2 separate regions of the Ovis canadensis genome follow, and region 2 is linked to region 1. Evidence: chromatin contacts called from public Hi-C data. All regions are on one chromosome and are shown on one strand. Each heading gives the region's core, a stretch centred on a gene start, on an enhancer-like site or on the middle of the called end of the contact. The rest is flanking DNA. Distances are from core to core; before and after follow the strand shown. Region 1 holds the start of THBD (thrombomodulin). Region 2 has its middle 17 kb from the start of NXT1.

Region 1 (6,687 bases), core at 1,123-3,622:
TAGTGACAGTCATTTCCCTGGGTGGGGAGCTTTTATCACCAACAATTGGGAGTCAGCCCTGCATCTCACAGCCTGGAAGCCCTGAGCACCTGGAATTGTGTATTTCCACCCATCTCCCCACCTCAGAGGCTTAAATTCTAAGTCAGAGCATGGACAGCTGCCCATGTGCTCTGGAGAGAAACAGTGCCAAGCGGGATCTGCACCAGGGGGTTTAGCCACTCAGTCATGTCCGACTCTTGCAACCCCATGAACTGTAGCCATAGCCCACCAGGCTCCTTTGTCCATGAGATTTCCCAGGCAAGAATACTGGAAAGGGTTCCAAGCATCAGGGGACCTAGGAGTTAATATATCTAAGAACAGGTGTTCATGTAGGAATTAGAAAGTTGTTTTTTTTTTTTTTAATGTCTCTTAAGAAAAAAAGTTGCCTCCCACATTTGATAAAGCTCTTTGGCTCTTTATGGGTAAATCACCTAGAACCCCTCCAAGAAGTGACCCACCTTGGTGGGGGCCAGACCTGACGCTGGAATGTCCCTCAACTCCTTTAAAGGTTGGCGCGGGCTCAGAGGACCCCACCCTTTGTTTGAGCCTTTCTCCAACACAGTCCTGAAATCCTTTGTAAAAGAGGCACAAAGGGTGTGGCTGGCCCTGCCTCCCTTCCTGTCTCAGGCGTCCACCTTTGAGGTCTCTAAAGTGACGAGTTCCAGCCTGTGTCTGGAGCCCCGCCCCGCCCCGCCCCAATCGGCTGCACCGAGACAACCTCTCCAGGGTGGCCGTGCACGGAGTCGTGGCCCCTGACTTGGTCCCGAAGCCAGTGGGATGTCCAGAGAGTGCCTGCCCGGACCCACCCCAGGCTGCGAGACTCTCCGATCTTGGGCGGGGGGTGAGGGGGAGGTGTCTTTCCTTCCTCCTTCTTTAGGTGCAGTCTGGCCCAATCCAGGAAGCCTCAAATGTCCGTGTCCCTTTGCGTGGGGCGCGGGGGTGGCGGGATGGTCAAGCGTGCCTTCCCCCATCCCCTTGCACTTTCGGGGGTGTCCCCGCCCCGCCCCCTTGGTTACTGCAGACAGTACTGTCCATCCGCCAGCGGGTGTCTGTCTTCCGCACGTGACGACGCCACACTGTCCTGCTCCTTTAGCAAGTTCTGGGCTCGGCTGGACGTAGGGGGCCCGACCCCCGGGTCAGAAGGGGATCTGCGAGTCCTACCCGGAGAAAGGACTCTGCATGAGGAATCCTTTCAGCCCAACTTCGGGGATCGCCGTTTCTTTGGCTTCGTTTAGAGTTCAACAGCGCCGCCACCTGGCGCATCGCTGAGTGACAGCAGCGGAGGATGGCACAGGGTGTTAAAAAAAAAAAAAAAAAAACGAAAAAACACAACAAAAAACAAATTTGCCACTCTCGGTTGGGCTTTGGACTGACCCCTCCGCATTCCTGACAAGTGAGTAAGCGGATAAGGTCGTGAAAGTGACAGATTCCAGTCTCCTCCTCCCAGTGCTCCCCACCCCGCACCAGCGCTTAATCGCCCCTTGTCCGTGTCCTTTGCGGACCAAGTAGCATCTATGTGCGCCCCTGTATCCATCTGATCTGTTGGGAAAAAGACCCCAACAGACAGACCCTCCCCGCGAGGGCACCCCGTGCGTCCCTTTGGGGGTGCGAATTGCACTGCCCCTCTGAGATAATGGACAAACTCAGACCACTCAAGCTAACTCGCTCCCCTACAGGGGTCCGCAGGAATTCTTCTGCCGCCACTTCCTAAAGGTGACGAGATTTGGGACCCTGACAGTGTCTCCGCGACTTTCTTACGCAACGAGATGAGGTCTGGCCGTGGTAGCTTGCGCTCAGGAACTTGTGGGTCCCCCAGGGTCCAAGTGTTAGGCCAGTCCTCCTCCTTGGCAGAGGGTGGCCCCAGCCACGCCCTCTGTCTCCAAGCGCCTCGGTCTCCTGAACTAGGCGCCCTGGCGGATCCGGTCGGCTAGCTCCCCTTGAGAGCGCGTTTGTGTGTGTGTGTGTGTGTGTGTGTGTGCGAGGCCAAGCTCTAGGCAGCCCCTCTCCAAACCCTCTGGGTGACGTGCACCTTCTCCCGAAGCCCTGTAGGTCCTAGGGATTACGGAACCGCCCTCCCCCGGCCCCCCATTCTAAGCCCTTCTCGCCCAGTCTCGTCTTCCAAGAGCTCCGCAATCCAGGCTTTCCTTGAATTAGTTGGTAACAACACTGATGAAGGAAAAGAGGACAAGGAGATTCAGGAGGGTAGCGTGTTAAGCCCCTCGTAGGGCGGCGCGCATGAGGCCGGTTGGCGGGGCGGGTCCCTCTTGACAGAGGTGCGGGGGCCCCGGGAGCCTGCGCTGCAGGCCCCGCCCGAGGACCTCGCAGGCAGGGCCGAATTTACTCATCCCCGGGCGAGGTGATCCCGGGCGCGAGGGCGGGCGCAGGGCCTCCGGAGGACCCAGTAATCCGAGAACGCAGCATCAGCCCTTCCCACCAGGCACTTCCTTCCTTTTCCCGAACGTCCAGGGAGGGGGACCGCTCACTTATAAACTCGGGCCCGAGCCTGGTGGCCTGTCAGAGACTGCCTCGCCACAGCCGGACGCGCCGGGTCGGAGACAGACGCGAGCAGCTGTCGCCGCGGGCTCCCCGCCTCTCTCTGCCCCGGCCGGGACCCTGTGCGCCGCGTGCGGACACTATGCTGCGCGTCCTGCTCCTCGGCGTGCTGGCCCCCGCGGGCCTGGGGCTCCCGGCGCCCCCTGAGCCTCAGCCCCTCGGCGGCCAGTGCGTCGATCTCGACTGCTTCGCCGTCTTCCGGGGCCCCGCGACTTTCCTCGCCGCCAGCCGAGTCTGCGAGCGCCTGCAGGGCCACCTGATGACCGTGCGCTCCTCGGTGGCCGAAGATGTCATCTCCCTGCTCCTGAGCGGCGACGGTCCGCGCCTCTGGATCGGTCTGCAGCGCCCGCCAGGCTGCGACGACCCAGAGCACTCCGGGCCCTTGCGCGGCTTCCAGTGGGTGACGGGCGACAACCGCACCAGCTTCAGCAGGTGGGCGAGACCTCGCGACGACGGGGAGCGCCTATGCGGTCCGCTGTGCGTCGCCGTTTCGGCTGCGGCCGGGGCGCTGGCACCGGGAGAGCCCGCCTGGGAGGAGCGGCCGTGCGACGCGGAGGCTGACGGCTTCCTCTGCGAGTTCCACTTCGCCGCCTCCTGCCGGCCGCTGGCTGTGGAGCCTGGCGCCACGGCGGCCGCGGGGCTCTCGATCACCTATGGCACCCCTTTCGGAGCCCGCGGCGCAGACTTTCAGGCGCTGCCGCTGGGCAGCACCGCCGCGGTGGCGCCCCTCGGGGTGGAGCTGGAGTGCGCGGCGCCGCTGGGAGAGACCGAGGGGCGCTGGAGCAGGGAAGCCCCAGGTGCCTGGGTCTGCGGCGTCGAGCGCGGCGGCTGCCAGCACGAGTGCAAGGCGAGTGCCGGGGCCTCGAACTGCCTGTGCCCGGCGGACGCCGCCCTGCAGGCGGACGGGCGCTCCTGCGGGCCGCCGGCCGAGCACCCGTGCCACCAACTCTGCGAGCACTTCTGCCACCTCCACGGGCTCGGCAACTACACGTGCATCTGCGAGGCAGGCTACCAGCTGGCCGCCGACCAGCACCGATGTGAGGACGTGGACGACTGCGCGCAGGTGCCCAGTCCGTGCCCGCAGAGCTGCGTCAACACTGAGGGCGGCTTCCAGTGCCACTGCTTCCCAGACTTTGACCTGGTGGACGGCGAGTGCGTGGAGCCCGTGGACCCGTGCTTCGGCAATCGCTGCGAGTACCAGTGCCAGCCGGTGGGCCCGTCCGAACACCAGTGCATCTGCGCCGAGGGCTTCGCGCCTGTCCCCGGCGCCCCGCACAAGTGCCGGATGTTCTGCAACCAGACTTCGTGCCCGGCTGACTGCGACCCCCACAACCCGGCCGTCTGCTGGTGCCCTGAAGGCTACATCCTAGACGAGGGCTCCGTGTGCACGGACATCAACGAGTGTGACAACGGCATCTGCCCTGGCCAGTGCCACAACCTCCCTGGCACTTACGAGTGCATCTGCGGGCCTGACTCGGCCCTCTCTGGCCAGACTGGCACCGACTGTGACCCCATCCAGGTGAATGAGGGCCAGGGCACCCTGGAGGACAATGACGGCTCTGGGGAGCCCCCGGTCAGCCCGACTCCGGGCGGCACCGCACGCCCCTCGCCAGCACCTGCTGGTCCCCTGCACTCGGGCGTGCTCGTGGGCATCTCCATCGCAAGCCTGTCTCTGGTGGTGGCGCTTCTGGCCCTCCTTTGCCACCTGCGCAAGAAGCAGGGCGCCTCGCGGGGGGAGCTGGAGTACAAGTGCGGGGTCCCTGCCAAGGAGCTGATGCTGCAGCAGGTGAAAACTGAGCGGACACCTCAGAAACTCTGAGAAGCCTGGTACCTGGACTTCCCTCCCTCCTCCCAGCCCCGCAGCCATTCTCTCCAACTCCCCTGCCCCAGGCACCTCAGCTGGCGTCAGAATAGAAGACCCCTCGCCCCTCTTCTTTCACTGCTTCTGCACTTGGCTATGGAGGAGAGGAAGGGGGGTGTTGGAAGTTCGGCCCTAGCCACTTCCATGATGTCATCAGACAAGCGAGCAGGGATGACAGCTTCATTGTGACAGGTTGCAAAGTGCCCTGTGCCCTCACCAAGGGGCACTGGGTGGGGGTGTGTGTGTTCTTGTTTGGCAGCCTGGGGGCAGACATCATTCCAGCGGACTGATGAATGACACTGAGTCAAGGATAATGACCCCAATATTTATTTTTTGTTCTGCTTTTTCCCCTACCCGGTGTGTCTCCAACACCTGCTTTGCATCTCTCCCGCCTTCCTCCCCTCCCCTCCCCTCTCCCTCCTGCTCTATCTATTTATGTGTGTGCTCCCATTTGTTATGGGATCCTTACACTATCTTGGTGAAGTTTTTCCAGCCCTCTTGTGTTTATGAAGCTAAGCCCCATTTCATCCTTTTCATTTCTCCCAACTTTCCCTTTCCAGGAACTCGGCTGACCTACCTGAGCCACCCTGTCTCTATTGGACCCTATTTTTCTGCTCTTAGCTGTCTGCCTGGGCAGAACTACTTTGTGAAACAGAAAGAAAAACACTAGAAATAAGAATGGTTGAGAATCTGTTTTTTCACCAGAGTTGCTAATTTATCCTGAGATTTCAGGCTTCCAGAGCAATAGCATTTTAAGAAAGGTTAAAATATAAAGGGCATTTATTAGACTCATGTTGCTGGACTGACCTAGGAATTCAACCCAAGATTTTCATTTTTTATTTTCAAACAATGAACCTGGGTTTTACTGTTGTTGTTGCTGTTTTGATTTGGAAAGTAGTCATCATTAAGCTTCTTATGCAGTGTCTTTCCCTATGTTTATTATTAGTTATTTGTGAAAATATTGAAAATGGTTGCTCTGAATTGAGAGGAGATGGAAGCCCATCCCAGGAGACAGTGCAAGAAAGTTTCAGCTGCAGAATTCACGCCAGTGGCCATTTGGACTCTCATGGTCCTTGTCATTTGTGGGCCCAAATAAAACCAGCTCTACTGGTTTTTTGGGAATTTGGGAGCTTGCGGATGGAGGCTGCAGCATGGCCTCTTCTTGATCAGGCCTTCCAGGATTTCTCCCACTTTGGAGGAGAGTTTTCTGAGCCCAGCCATTTGGAATGCAGTCCGGGAGGCGGGAGCTGCCCCGGCAAGCTGGTTAGAAATGCCCTCAGGCGCCATCCCACCTACTGCACAGGAATCTACATTTTAACAAGTTCAGCAGGGGGCTGTCTGCTCCGTATATTTGAGGAGAGCTGTTCCAGACAGCTGCCAACGTTCTGGAACAGATTAAATATGAGTAAGAAGTAGCAGGCCAAGTTAGGCCCTATATTCAAGAAACTGAGGAATTAACTGAGAAATTTTCCTTTTATAGCTTTGCTTTCTGGTAGAAGAGCCTAGGTACACACCTTTAGACATTGCTACACAGGGTCTCTGGTTCAAGTAAGCTAGGAATGAAATGCTTAGTGTATGGAAAAAAATGTATCATGTAAATGTATCTTTTGTAATGCAAAGGTTTTCCTCTATTGTTTTGTAAACTCAGCACATTTGTACATAGTTATTTATTTATTGGAGATGAACTAGAACACAGGCAAAACTCCTGCTTATGATGTCACCTGTAGAAAATAAATAACAGTGCTCTTGGTTTGTGTCGGTTCACCTCACTCCCATAGCCCCTTAATTTTATGCTATTAAACAAGGCTTATGAAAAATGCAGATGCCAAGAGGTACGTTTAAAGGCTGCCCCCTACTCCATTACTAGCTCCATCCACGTCTGGCTCATTGCTGACTTTCGAAGGTCTTTCCAGGGGAGGTTGTTTTCACTGTAGAAGGACTTCGTGTCACGTCTGTGTGCACAAATATTTATTTTTCTTCTGTTACCATGACAACCTCATACACAGGTCTTACGCCTATGTGTTTTAAAATACATTATAGGAGTACTTGTTGGGCCGAGTTAAAGAAGCAGTCCTTCTTGGGGCATCTCCAGAATCTTGGCCCTGTATCCCTCAACAAATGGTTCGGCATTATCTGGGCTCAGAGATATTCAAACACAAAAGTCACCCTGTGGCTCAGAAACCAAGGTCTCATGCAGTATGAAATCATCCTAATTTCTCTTGGAGATTACAAAC
Region 2 (5,951 bases), core at 3,161-5,660, 140 kb before region 1:
GTCATTGGGAACAGCTGTTCCCTGACTGTGAGGGAACCAGGGCCCAGAGCTGCGAGGTGTCATTCCCAGGGTCTCAGACCAAAAAATCCCCACCTCCTGACCCCAAAGGGTGCTCTTCCCCTCTCCATCCCCCTCCAAGATCAGACAAGACAAGGCCACCCAAGTCACCTTCAGGCCTGCATGGCTGGTTTTCTTTTGTTACAAAGTCCAGCTCAGGGGCAATAGTGGGCAGGACAAGTGGGCAGGCCACTCTGGTTCGTCCTCAGGTCTCGGTTCAGGCATCATTAACTGGGAAGGCTTCCTGGAGCCTCTCAGCCGCCAGGGGTCCTGAGAGTAGCAAGCACGTGAAATAGCAGTTCTCAGCTTCCTGTCTGGTTCTTGAACTCTGGTAGTCTTCCAGGAAATTTCCCTTTTGGCCTAAGTTGTTCGACTTCACGTTCTGTTGCTTGCACACCAAACCCCTGACTGTTTCTGGTGGAAGGTACGGCCTGGGAGGAGGAGAGGAGGTGCACAGGGCAGGACGTGGGGACGTGCAGCAGTGGGCTTGGCCGGCATGGGGCCCGGGGCTGGCAACTCACATAATGCTGTGTGCTTTGGGAAGCCTGCTGAGGAAGCAGGGCAAGGTCCCTGATTCCATAGGATGGTCAGGAGGTGGCAGCTGGCGCTGTTTTTCACCTTTGTCGCCAGGTGGCTCAAATTGAAGTTGTTGGTGGGTGGGTGGGTGGGGGCGATCTGTCCCTGTCAGACCTCTGGCTGTTCTGCAAGTTTGCTCAAGAGTGTTGAGCAATTTCTCCTGGGGACTGAGCCTGGAACAGGAGCGTGAAAAGCCTTGCTCCAGAGAGCAGTCTGCAGAGGCAGGAGTTTTGGATTCTCCAAGAACAGCGCGTTTGTGTGGGTCAGCCAGGGTCCACAGGCACCTCAGGTAGTCCTGTTCTCCCCCTAACTAGCAGGGGACATCGGACCTCTACCCCAAAGCCAGGCCAGGAAAGTGTGCTTTCTCTAAGACCTGTCTGCTGAGCCGACAGTCTGGCTGGGCTGTCTTCTGGGCCAACAGGTTTACAAGCGCACTTCTGAGTGATGGAGCCTCAGGCAATGCCACAGAAAGTACCCCCGGGCCCTTTATTTCAGAGTTTGAAGGAGCTGCTAACAGGCCCCTGAGAGAAGGGGCAAAGTTGTGGCCTTGTGGCTCCCCTCCCAGGTGTAGCCACCCATCCCCTGGGCAATCGGGGTCCTCTCTGGGGTCATCTGCCTTCCTACAAACCTTCAGCAGAGCTCCACACATGTTCTGCTCGACATGCAAGAGGTGGTGGCCATGGGACCCCAGTGAATCTCAGTGAGTCACCGTCTTGCATCCACACCCCTTCATGACATTTAGGGGTGATGTATCATGACATCTGGGGGTTGCTTTTTTTAAAGTTGAAGTGAGGATTAACAAACTACTGATTTTTGCCATAAATCATGGAGTACTTTTGTTGTTGTGCTGGGTCTCTGTTGCTGTACGCAGGCTCTTTGTTGTGGTGCACGGGTTTTCTCCAGTTGTGGTGGGTGGGTTCTCTAGTTGCGCACAGGCCTAATTCCTGAGCAGGAATAGAATCCACGTCCCCTGGCTTGGAAGGCAAGTTCTTAATCACTGGACTACTGGGGAAGTTCTTGGGGTTGCTTTATATATTTAGCAATTATTAAAAAAAAGACTTCACTGCATATTCTAAAGTTATCACATTATGATTGTGGAGGGAAGAATGGGGGAAGGGATAGTTAGGGAGTTTGGGATGGACATGTACACACTACTATATTTAAAATGGATGATCAACCAGGACCTACTATACAGCACAGGGAACTCTGCTAAGTGTTATGTGGTCACCTGGATGGGATGGGAGTTTGGTGGGGGAATGGATACACGGTAAGTATGGCTGAGTCCCTTTGCTGTCCACCTGAAACTATCACAGCATTGTTAACCAGCTATACCCCAATAGAAAAAGCTTAAAATAAGTAAATAAAGTTATCACAGTCATTAAAATATTTTTTCAAGAGTTTATGGACATCTACTAAACATGATGATGTTGAGAAGTTATTGTGATTTGGGGTCACACTTCCCGGAGCCCTCTCCATCTCCTGGGGGTGTGTTCCCCCTGAAGGTGCCATAGGCTGGAGTTTAGGAGGAAAGACAAAGGTGGAGAAGAAACTCCCCCAATAACCACTCTGGTGCTCCTGCTATACTCGGCCTGAAGGTGGGCTTGGCCTCCAGGGCTGCTCAGTTGTTGCACTGGTTGCTGACAACTTCCTCACCCTCACACCTCACACCTATCCTGGATCCCAGCTGGAATTCTCCTCACAAATGTTTGGGGGACTGTGCAAAGGAAACAGCTTCCCAAGTCCTCTGGGGAGATAACAAGAAATGAGACCAAGTCTCCGCTGAGTGCTCTGCAGAGAGAAGGTGAGAGACCCTGACAGGCAAGGGTTCCTACAGATGCCAGTCCTAGAGCCAAGAGGCTAGGTGGTCTGCTTAACTCCATTCCTGCCTAACCCGAAGTCACGAACCTCCTCTTCCTCCCAGATGGAGTTTTCTGGAGCCTTCCCTCCACCTCCACCTCTGCCCTTGCAGTCTTCACCAACCCTGAGGGTAATGCCAGTTCCAGGTACAGACAAGTTCTTGGAGGGCAGCAGGTGTCTTGGACACACCTGTTTCTCAGGTTGGAGCTTAGTGCTGGACCCAAGGCAGTTGCCCAACTTAGAGACATTTAAAGTAGTTGAGGAAAGAGGTCGTGGTGGCTAGAGGAGATCCTGGCAGAGAAATGGGAAAAAGGGGCCTTGGGGAAGGTGCACGTGGGGCCCATGCAGACAGGACTGCCTGATGGGCTAGGAGAGGGAGGGCTTGGGGTCTCTGTCTTGGAGGAAGTGGGAGCCCCATCTGCACCCGTTTGGGGTGTGAGGCCCACAGGGCACCTGAGTGGGTGATCACAAGGCAGCTGGACAATGACAACTGGAGGCTGGGGAAGAAATCGGCCCCGAGTTCTCATGGTTAACTGGGTCATTCCCACTCACAGGAGTAGTCGAGCTTGTCCGCAGGGGGAATTTCAAGCGGTAAGAGTGTTTTGGGCGAGGAACAGTGGGAGGGTGGCTGGCATCTGGCTGAAGCTCCACAGGGCGGTGGGGCACTGATGGAACAAGCTGGAGGATGAGAGGGGTGGGCGTCAGGCTGGAGCAGCTGAATGATATGCTGTGGTATGGACAGCCTCCCAGGGGGTGACTTTTTTCTACAAGTCACTTCTTTGTCATCGTAATTCCCCCTGGCGAGATGGGCGCAGAGACAGAGCCCCCTCTCAGACCTTCCATCAGAGATACCACCTCTGATTGGGGCCCTGAACCACACCCGGTGGTGGGACCATGGCCACAGGGATGCTGAGGCAGGAAATGGCATAACTGGCTGCAGATAGACCGGCAGACTGAGGGGGACTGGAACATTGGGCCTTTAGGCAGAGGAGATGGAATACGGGGAGAGCGGCAGGTCGGTGAGGGCCACTAGGAGGAGGTTAGAGGCACGGAGGGGCCAGCTAAAGCTCGGAGATGCTTGTTGACCATCTCCCCTCTGCCCAGGCAGTTGTCTGTGAGGGAAAGAGATTCTCCTGAGGTCACCCACCCACAAGCCCCCAGGGGCTGCTGGCTCTCAGTTCTGGGGGGAGGTCCCACTAGGCCTCCACGTGGAAGGGCGAGCCTGGGGGTGGGGGAGGGGTTGGGAAGGAGAGACTGAGGGACAGAGCGAGACACGCGCGTCTCCAGGGTCCAGGGGCAGCTGCGGTTTCAGTTGCTCAGTTGGTGGGCACTTCTGCTTTCACTCACTGGTCCTTGGCTCCTGGAAAACCCACGTCACCCACTGGGCTGGTCTGGGGCGTTCTTTCTTTCTGTAGCAAATGTGTGTCTGGAAAAGAACTGTCAGAGACTTCCACTAAAAATCAAAGCCTTTCTTATTTTTCAATACTGTCTGTAATGTTGTCACACAGTTTACAGAATAAAAAGCGTAAAGCTGTACTTTTAAGCCCTGATTCTGCAGTAGGAGAGTCACACAGCCTGGGATGTTGTGCTTATTAAGAGGGTCCTTTTTTTCCAATCCTGTATTCACGGCTCCTCAGCTTTTGTGTGACAGAGCGAGGGCATTGTGTTTGGATCAGTGCATCAGTGGACCTGCCACTGCCCAATAGATTCAGGCGTGATGGATCTCATGGCCACCTCACATCAACTACAATAGTTAAGCAACCGACTCCCTTGAGATATGTGGAGCAAATTTGGATTTTTGTATGTTTCACATATTTTGCATATTTTTCATATATTTTGCAGTGATGGTGAAATCGCCTTGGCCTCTGGTTCTGGTCTCAAGACGTTGAGTGGATACGCAAGCTTGGCATGGGGAGGGCTGGGCTGTGGTCAACTGGAAAACAAGTTTTAACCACAAGCAGTCGATGGAATGAGGCAGGCTCGGGCGGTCCCTGACTTGTGGAATCAGCAACTGTCAAGAGGAGTCCACAGGGTGCTGTGGTTAGTAGACATGTTCAGGCAGCCAAGGGTTCCACCCCAGGCCCAGTGTGTTTGCAGGAAGACGAGCTCAGGGTCCCGGTCTGTGTTACACCCTCTGTCTGACTTCAGCTGATGGCACGAGGGGCCCCGGTGGAGAGTGGGGTGTGTTGGGTGGGGACCCCTGTGCTTCATCATAAGGCCTGGAGTGTGAACCCAGAGCTGGTGGAGAAAGTGAGAAAGTGAGTCTTAGGCTGAAATCTAAGAGTAACTATTGGGGGAATCATGGGTCAATGCAAAATGAGGACCGCAGCAAGGGAGATGCCCAGGAACCCGTAGTGGGCACCAAGGAAGAGACGCAGCAGTTTGCTGCGTGAATGCTGCTCTCTGCTCTCCACTCCCATCCGTCCCAGTCCTGGCTGGTGCCCTGCAGATTGCATCCTTAACCCCTGGCTGGTACCACATCTCATAGTGGGTCTGTCCTTGAGGCTCCGGTCCCATGGGGCTGCAGGAACACAGCCCCTGTTCAGCCTTGGGGTGTCAACAGCCTCAGGTGTGTTTTCTCACACCCATCTGCATCTCTCTCCATGAAAGGTTCTGCTCTAAATGTCTGAGTGGAAATCTATTTTCTGCCAGCACCGCGATCAAAGGGTGAGAAAGCACTTTGCATCACATCAAAGTGGAACAGGCTTCCTGATGCGCTCTTGCAGCTAGAGATGCTCAAGGCTGACGTGGGCAGTGTGTCAGCTCAGGAAGCCCATGCCAAGATGGGAGATTTAGAGGAGAGCCACTTGTCTGTGGAGGAGATGGGGTTGAGAGGCCTGTGCAACATGGCTGTGACACCTGTGAAAGAAGGGAGGCTTGGGGACAGGCGCCCCTTCCCCTGCCTCACATTGTAGCCTTGATTCTGCAAACCTGCTTCTTAGCCGAGCAGTAAACACGGCGCCTTCACCTGTTGGACTGGAGAAGTGGCCCCTGGTAAATGGTCTTTGCAGAGACCCTCTGGTCTTAGCTGCAACTTACTGTTGTGAAAACTATCCTTCTCTCTTCAAGCTTGCCATCACTAGCCATGTGCTTTGTGCTGTTTTGTTCTTTTAAGGTAAAATCTGTAGGGTGACAAAATAGAGGTCCTCCAGGCATTTTGTCCAAACATGGTTCTGCTGCCCAGGAGAAGGGGTCATCTCCCTGGAGTGCAGACTCCCCAGCCCTCATTTCAGGAGGAAGAACCTTAGCATCCTCTGGAAGACAAGCCCCAGTGTCATGTCGGTCTCAGCACACTGCAAAGGCTCTGGCCAGCGCATCGTCATACTGGCACCTTGGCTCCTAGACAAGCAGGCTCCAGAGCCATAGCCCCACCCACCTGAGGATGGGCTGGTTCAGGCAAGGCTGGTGGGTGAGCACCCACCTCCCATGGCCTGTCATGAAGCTGAGAGTGTGCAAGTTGC

Evidence for each region. A called contact is a pair of places that touch in the nucleus more often than the background predicts.
Region 2: a contact with region 1 is called in a Hi-C map of fibroblasts, with 3 times the contacts expected there. The contact joins the enhancer-like site here to the promoter of THBD in region 1. A contact is called at or near these places in 2 of 2 Hi-C or Micro-C datasets (fibroblasts and lung).

The regions. Positions count from the first base shown.
Region 1 is chr13:56,774,567-56,781,253 of ARS-UI_OviCan_v2, reverse strand. It overlaps THBD (thrombomodulin), which reads left to right and starts at 2,372. Exons shown (of 1, transcript XM_069546506.1): 1 at 2,372-6,202. The coding sequence starts at 2,675. The coding sequence ends at 4,411.
Region 2 is chr13:56,920,955-56,926,905 of ARS-UI_OviCan_v2, reverse strand. No RefSeq gene overlaps it. Among named protein-coding and RNA genes, the nearest start is that of NXT1, 17 kb to the left of the region's middle. Within about 2 kb of position 4,410, the one cell type or tissue checked has open chromatin away from gene starts, as enhancers often do. A contact at or near this core is called in fibroblasts, where this site is marked.